Regions from separate parts of the Mus musculus genome. Here region 1 is linked to region 2. The links are chromatin contacts, called in public HiChIP or PLAC-seq maps. All regions are on one chromosome and are shown on one strand. The core of a region is the stretch at or near the end of the contact, and the rest is flanking DNA. Distances in the headings are between cores, read along the strand shown. Region 1 has its middle 49 kb from the start of Slc22a16. Region 2 holds the start of Slc16a10 (solute carrier family 16 (monocarboxylic acid transporters), member 10).

The links. HiChIP or PLAC-seq counts read pairs in DNA pulled down with a chosen protein or histone mark.
Region 1: an H3K27ac HiChIP or PLAC-seq map of microglia shows a contact between it and region 2, with 6 times the contacts expected there. The contact joins the enhancer-like site here to the promoter of Slc16a10 in region 2. A contact is called at or near these places in 3 of 39 promoter capture datasets (the C10 cell line, liver and pre-B cells), 1 of 15 datasets of contacts at CTCF or cohesin (pro-B cells), 2 of 484 Hi-C or Micro-C datasets (both in CD8 T cells), 6 of 115 datasets of contacts at active chromatin or transcription factors (the HPC-7 cell line, large pre-B cells, memory CD8 T cells and 3 more) and 2 of 9 other capture datasets (adipose tissue and liver).

What each region holds. Positions count from the first base shown.
Region 1 is chr10:40,519,444-40,523,288 of GRCm38.p6, reverse strand. No RefSeq gene overlaps it. Among named protein-coding and RNA genes, the nearest start is that of Slc22a16, 49 kb to the left of the region's middle. Within about 2 kb of position 1,573, at least 106 of the 459 cell types and tissues checked have an H3K27ac peak or open chromatin away from gene starts, as enhancers often do. A contact at or near this core is called in microglia and pancreatic cancer cells, where this site is marked.
Region 2 is chr10:40,140,300-40,144,529 of GRCm38.p6, reverse strand. Slc16a10 (solute carrier family 16 (monocarboxylic acid transporters), member 10) reads left to right here and starts at 2,276. Exons shown (of 6, transcript NM_001114332.1): 1 at 2,276-2,827. The coding sequence starts at 2,494.

The DNA of each region.
Region 1 (3,845 bases), core at 324-2,823, 380 kb before region 2:
GTAAACAGACTTGGGGATGACCCCTTAGTTCTCCCTTGCTTCTCCGTTACTGCTCTTTGCGCCCCCCAAATACCTCTCTGTCCTTTGTAGAGGTCTTACACTGTAAGAAATCTCTCTTTCCTGGAATCTTTTTGAGTTACATACATAAACGTTGTTAACAAGAGAGAGAGCAAGATCTGAATGGTTCTCTATTTCCCGTATAATTGTTTTCTTCTCAAATATTTGATGAGAGGAGCATGACACTGGCTGATGTGTATCTTGCCACTGTGTCTATATGTCCCCGACATTCTGTGTACACAGCCTTCCCTCCCACTGTTATGCCAGAGTCAAGTCCCTGAAGGCTGTCCTGCCACCATGCAAGATGCCCTGACACACAAGGTAGTTTTAGTGCACAGCTGGGCTCCCAGAGAGCAGAAAAACTTTCTGAAGTCCAAGAAACGTACAGTGAGAAGAAATCTGGGAGGGAGTCAGTGAGGTGGAAGGCGGTCTGCACAGAGACCTGGGCCTCCGGAAAGGCGGGAGAGCTTGCATTTCCCCCTTAAACCTTTAAGGAGGAACAAACTAGCCTTCTGCATTCTGAAGAAATATAGAAAGTAGAAGAAACTTGTAGAATTTTCTGGATTCTCAGCCTCCAGTCTTCCATGGACCATGCAAAATCTTTTGAATCAAAGAACACTAAATAGCAGAGAGAGAAAAAGAGAGTTGAAAAATAATTAGCTGTATCTGAAAATTACCCACGATATGACATAAAGAGATGAAAAGATAGAAAATATGAAAAAAGGGTTAAGACCTGGACCATGATGGGAAGCGAGGCTCCTGGAGCATGATGGGAGGCTCGGACCCAGGAGCGTGATGGGAGGCTCTTCTTAATACCAACCTAGTCTCCAGGGAAGGGGAGTGATATCAGAGAAAAGGAGAGATTTGGACGAATAAAACATTAAATGAGTTTCCAGAGCTGATGTAGGCCGCAGCTCCACGCACACCAGAAACTCGGCCGACCGACATTGCACCATGAACCTGTACAACAGCCAGACTCATCATTTAAAATGCAAAGTTGCCAAACTCAAAGGGAAGATTTTAAAGGAGATAAGAAAAACAAGATAGATCTCCTACAAAGAAAACAATTGGACTGCCACCAGGCACTGCTTCAGAGCCCAGCATCCTGTGTAAGGAGAGCGACAGCGTGAGAAGAGAGAAACGGGCCTTGCACCGCTTCCAACCCCTTTTAAGAAAGAGTGGGAGACAATGAAAATTTTGAAATAAACATTATGTATGGACAAGAAAATGAGCGCTCTAAGGTAGTGCGAAGCTTAAGCTTCCTTTGGCGTTTACTCCAGGGATCCTTCTCTGTGAAAAACAGATTTAATAGGAGGTTAGCATTTCCCGAGTTGACTGACAAAGACGGGCTTCCGTGCTCCCGACGCTGGGAATTCAGGAAGCAGCTGAGTGATTGGTGGTTTACAATGTCAGAGAGCAGTAATCACAATGCGCGCCTCACTCTCAATTACTTCCAGCATTGTCTGGCTCGGAGGCTATTCTTGAGAACTGAGATGTTTTTCTAAGCCATATTGTGTAGTTTCCACGTGCTCGGCCTGACTAATGCATTAGTCACAGGTTACAACATGAGAGACTCAAGCAAATAGTCTCCATCTTTAACAACCTTGCTTCCCCAGTCCCACGGTCTCCATTCAATGTTCCCCCTGCCTATGTCTCCCAGACTCCCCTTGGCAGGAGCTATTTATTAAGCTGAACTGCCTGCCTCTGGAAACCTTTAGCTCCATGTTGTTGTTGTTTGTTGTTGTTGTTGTTTTCTTTTTAATCTCCACATTCTATCATATGTAAACCTTCACTGAACATCACTCATTCTTTGCTGGACTCTGTTGTCTCCGGTCGGATAGTGCGTGCCCCCAGCTGCCAAGAGAGCTAAGAGCAGGAGACCCAGAGCAAGCATGGCATGGAGCTGAGGCCACAGGAGAAAAGAGATCTTAAGCTATGCTTTCCGTAAGGTGGGAGAGTGTGGGATAACCCAAGAATCCGGCAAACAAATGGAGCCGTGTGTGGCTATGACTGAGATAAACGCAAAGGCTGAGGGATCGTAGCTGCCTGTGGCTTCAGGAGCCAGAGAACTGTTCTCATAAAGTAGTGACAGGACATAAGCACAAGGGACAGACTACCCACAGAACCCGACTGTACTCAGGGCCCCCAAGCGGCAATCATCAAGCCAATAAGAGAGCTAAAGGCTGGAAGAGAAGGTGGACTCTTCTAGCTCTCTGTATACTTGTATCGTCTGTCCCTTCTGTTGCGTCTGGTTCTTGTGTGTTTATCCACACAAAGGGGCCTGTACTTCTTTTAATTGGTGGCCTGAAAACACGATGACTGGAATCAGGAGAACCATGTACAATACTAACTTAGCTGTCATAGACGACCGAACTTTGAAAACTTCCCTTTTGGATTCCTGACTATTTTACGGATATAGAGGATTGGGAAAGGTCTTGAAAAGGAGTTTCAAGATCAGACTCAACCACTGGAGTCACAATTCTGTAGACTGATCACTGAGACAGGAACCACATTGACAGGGTGTGCTATGCACAGTGCCCAAGTCCTGAGGCTTTGAGGACCCCAGCCATGTTAAGTTTGATGTGGGAAAGGCACATGATCCATTTATTTATTTATTTATTTATTTATTTATTTATTTATTTATTTATATTGGAGACAGAGTTTTACTGCGTCTCTCTATATGGCTTGGAGCTCACTATGTAGACTAGGCTGGCCTTGAACTCACAGAGATCTGCCTGTTTCTGCCTTCTGACTGCTGGGTTTAAAGGTGTGCACCACCACACCTGGCTTATCTTGTTTTAGTTTGTCTCAAGTCAGGGTCTTCCTACATTGTTGAGGCTCAAATGTCTGGTCTTCTGTCTCAGTCACCCAAGTAGCTGGGACAGCAGGCATTCATCATGGTTGCCAGCTCATGTTTAAGTATGTTTTAGATATTTTTTTTTGCAACCATGTTCTATGTTGGACTTCCTGCTATAAACAAAGACATGGTGAAATTATATGTAATTATTGTATCCAAGTTATGATGGATAGATAGATAGATAGATAGATAGATAGATAGATAGATAGATACCAATGAAAAGGCAAATACCACATAGTAAACTTAAAAGAGTGCTTTTCAGGAGACTGACATTAGCAGGACTAGGTCAGTGAGACAGAAGATAGCACTAAAAAAGATCAGAAGAGCAGAGGGAGAGACATCGGCTTATATCCTCAGCCCCTACGCCCAGATAGACCATTCAAGACAGAGGCCATCTTGTCCCAGACCTCATGGGTGGAAAAGGTCATGAGGGGATTGACCTTTCCAGAAACCCACTCTCTGGAGTGCTGAGGAAGCCATCTGCCAAGAAGCTGTGAAAGGGGTTGCCAGGGAAGCTGGCCAAGGGGAGGCACCCACTCTTGGCAAGCTACTGCAAAGCCTGAAGCATTGCGGCGGAATCCATTCACTGGAAGGTGCCAGGGAGGCTGCCACAGGAAGACATGGTGTACTGCTGACACTGTGAAAATCTACAAGTTAGCCCCTAGACTAGAGAGAGAAGTCCTCCCCGGCTTCTGTCCACCCGAACAAAGCTCAACCCAGTCTGCTTAGCAAAGCAGAATTGCTTAAAGGATCCTGACCTTCTGGCACAGAGCAGGTACTGAAGGGTGGATCTGGAACAGACAGGTAACCACACTCATGACTGCCCTAATGGGTAGCTTACGGTATTAGAAAATATTTATTGAACAAAGAAAACTGCAAGGTAAAGGGACATTAAGGCCTCTACAGACTGATCAGCAAGAATTGTAGATGA
Region 2 (4,230 bases), core at 1,027-3,526:
TGTTTGCCTTTTCTTCCAAAGTACTGGGATCAGAAGTTCACACCATCACCCATGGTCTTCCTGCATGTGTTTTTAGTTCAACGTGTTTAGGTGGTGTGTTTGTGTGTGTGCGTCTCTCTCTCTGGGTAAATTATATTAAACTACAGGTGTTCATGAACAATCCTACCAAATAATTGTTATTACAGTGCTATTCTGAGTTTATAATTCGTAGAGTATATCTCAAAAAGATTATGTTTTAGAAATTTCTCCATAGCCATTGAATTATCTCAAGGCTACATTTGGCTGTTTGTTTTCAAGTGGTGATTAAGATGACATCAAACCAGACTGTATTATGTGACATAGCTAGAAACTGCACTTACATGTAGCATAACTGGAATCTCACTGCCACAGATTCAGCAGTTCAGAACTTTGTATATTCAATTTATTAATTTATTTTTAATTTTCTCTTTTATTTTATTTTATTTTAGTTTATTTATATATGAGTGATTTGCCTAAATGCATCAGAAAGTGTCCAATCCCCTGTGTCTGAGTTTGGGTTTCATTGCTATGAGGAGATACCATCTTAGTTAGGGTTTTACTGCTGTGAGCAGACACCATAACCAAGGCAACTCTTATAAGGATGACATTTAGGGGCTGGCTTAGAGGTTCAGAGGTTCAGTCCTTTATCACCAAGGTGGGAACATGGCAGCATCCAGGTAGGCATGGCACAGGAGGAGCTGAGAGTTCTACATCTTCATCTGAAGGCTGCCAGTAGAATACTGACTTCTAGGCAGCTAGGATGAGGGGTTTTAATGCCCATACTCACAGTGGCACACTTACTCCAACAGGGCCACATCTTCTAATAGTGCCATTCCCTAGGTTGAGCATATACAAACCATTACAGCTCCCTACCTTGATGATAATGGACTAAATCTCTGAAACTGTAAGAAAGCCCCCAATTAAATGCTTTTTGTAAAAAAAGAGTTACCTTGGTCACAGTGTCTCTTCACAGCAATAGACAGTGACTAAGACACCAAAAGAATTTGAGGGGTAATATATATCCAAGCTATTGTGCTATTTTAACTTAATCTCTAAAGCACCCACATTGCCCTGTATTCCCAGAACACTCCTCTGGACCCTCCCCTGTCTTTGGTTTCTTCTCTGTTTCTTTGGCTGGAAGGCTCTTTGCTTGTCCTTGTCCACAGAACCATGTGGCTAATCATAGCTCAGCTCAAACTTACTTTCTTACATACTATCCTTTTTTGGGGGGTGGGGTGGGGGTATGGGGGTAGTTGGTTTCAAGACAGGGTTTCTCTGTGTAGCTTTGACTGTCCAGGAACTCACTCTGTAGACCAGACTGGCCCAGAACTCAGAGATCTGCCTGCCTCTGCTTCCGGAGTACTGGGATACAAGGCTTGTGCTCCTACCTCCTAGCTGATGTCCCAGTGTTTAACCCTATTGCACCCCACTTTCTATTTCTGGACTGTTTTTACTTACTAGTTTAGGACAGAGAGAAGCAAGAATGTGATAATCACAGTTATTGTATAACCCACCACACTGGTGCTTAAGTAACTAGCATATTTTGATTTTGTTTGGAGTGAGTAATCTAAATATCTGAGAAATTAAGAAGATACATCAGAATAAGATGCTTCAGGGGGCAGAGGAATTGAATATAAGTGTTGGTTCTTTATTTAGTGTGAGGACAACTTGTGAAGTTTAAAAGTATTGCTTTCTAGCTGCCCGTCAAAAATGTTTGTTAGTTGAAAAATTTAGAATCACAGTCTGTCTTCCAAAATGAGCATCTTCATTGTGCCAAGTATTCAAAACAAACTGTATGTTCGCGGAATTGGAGTAATTAAACAAGGTCTCTGATTCCTGAATTGCCTTTTAAGTAGGTACGTGGCATAAGGAATCTTTTATATTATAACTAGCACAAAAGGGACAACAAATATGAAATTTAAACTGTCATTTGTGACTCTCTATTCCAGTGAGGGTAAGCATTACCTGATCGATTGATCACCTTCGCAGGCCACACGTAGGAGACGCTCCCCAAGAACTTCTAAGGTTAATGCTGAGAGGAGGTGACATTACTCCTGGAGGTAGCTAATTTGGCGGCACGCCTTCAAGCGCGCGCGCGCGGGCGGTCATTGGACACCCCTCACGGGGCGGAGCCTCCGCTTGCGGATGCCCAATCACCTGTGGGCTCAGGGTGTAAGGCCCTCTGGTGGCCACGCCCCTAGGCGGTGCGGGAGGGCGGAGGGGCGCTTTTAAGAGGCGGCTGGAGGCCGGCGTAATCAGGCGCGAGGGGCAGCCGGTGTGTCAAGTCCTCTGGCCGCCTTAGGCGGTGTCTGCGGTGTGCGCCTCTCGCCCGCCCGCCCGCCCGCCTGCCCGCGGCTCCAGTGTCCTCGCCTCGGCCTCCCTCCTCCGTCCGCGCGGCTGTCCCAGGCTCCGCGAGCCACCCCGGGACCTTGCGCCCGCAAGCTTTCTCGGTGCCCGACGGGGCCGCCTCGGGACATGGTGCCGTCCCAGGAGGAGCCCGCCGCCGAGCGGGAGACGAACGAGGCGCAGCCGCCCGGGCCCGCGCCCTCGGATGACGCTCCGCTGCCCGGCCCGGGACCCTCGGATGTCTCCGACGTGGCCGCAGAGAAAGTGGAGGTGGAGCTGACGAGGTCAGCGGGCAGTGAGCCCCCCGTTCCCCCCGAGGGCGGCTGGGGCTGGTTGGTGATGCTGGCGGCCATGTGGTGCAACGGGTCGGTGTTTGGCATCCAGAACGCCTACGGGGTGCTCTTCGTGTCCATGCTGGACACCTTCAAGGCCAAGGACGATGACAACATGGCCTTCAAGACAGGTGGGACGTTGCTGCGGGCCGAGGGGAGGAGGGCATGCGGGGTGGGAAATGGGAGCTTTTGGTGCGTCCTCTTGTGTTGGGAGGGTGTGAGCTTTGAGCCTGACCCGTCTCACTTGCAACCTGCAGCTTGGGGCTTCCCTCTGCCAGTTTTGTATGGAACCCAAAGGCAAGCAAGTTGCAGAGTTGTACCTGCCTGAGGCTTTGGACTCCTCCTTTCTGCACAGTGGGCGCCAAGAATCCACAGTACTTTCCTCTTAGTGGTGGGAAATAAACTGAACGTTCCAGCACCAACAACACTGCATTATCACTTTTACAGTCTGCTTTGTGACCGCCACGGTGGTGTGGTTATCTGCCTGCCATGCTGCAGAAGGAAAGGTGTGTTTGGGTAGATGCAGCGCAGGCCAGGACGGGAGATTGGCAAAATGGAAAAGTGGATCCCAAGGTCACAGGGAGTCCCAAAGGCAGCCCATTAAAAGTGGTAGTCGGTTGTCTCTCTGCACGCTCTACTATATTTAGACAGCATAGGAGGCAGCCACGTGGGATGGTAAGAGGAAGATAAGGGGTTGGACCTTCTGTTATGTTGACGTTTTTTTTGCCTTGTGGAAATAAAATGCAAAAGGTGCAGACTCCGCATTTTTGTCAAATGCTTTCTGACTGATTATGCAAAAGTCAAGTCTAGGACCGTCTGCATAACATTTCCCCCATTATTTCATCTCATGCTGCCGGGCAGGTGTTGTCAGCTCTGCTTGGGTGAGAAAATGGAAAGTCAGGGAAATGAAGTGTTTTAGTGAGGACCAGAATAAAGATAGACCTCATCGCCTGACTTGGAGACTGAGAGTCTCTTTGCTAAATCGGGCCACTGCTGCCTTTTGGGAAACTTAATAAGATCAATAATTTCTGTGTTTCACTCTGCTCAGCCTGGCCTTGAACTCAAGATCCTCTTGGCTCAGTTGGGATTATAAGAACATTCTGCACCATACTGGGCAATAATAGTCTTTTAAAAACTACAGCAGGGTCTCACTATTTAATTCTGGCTGGCCTAGAACTCACTATGTAGGACAGGCTGTCCTCAGATTCACAGAGACTTGCTTCTGCTTCTCAAGTGATGGGATTACAGTCATGTAAAAACCCCTTTAGTTTCTGTTTTTACAGTGTGTATTGCTTAGATTTTTGGTGTACACATAAAATAAACAGGATTGTAATTATAAATTGGAAGGTTAAGATGGGGTGGAGGAGAAAAATCCCTTTCTCTTTCATTCATTTCTTCCTTCAGTGCCAGGGATGGAACCGGGCCTTGGGCATGCTGCTCAAGGGCTGCACCAGTCCTCTACATTTAAAGCGATTTCTCATCATCTGAATATATTGTAATGTATTGTACTTTATGCATTTTTTTTTTTTTTTCT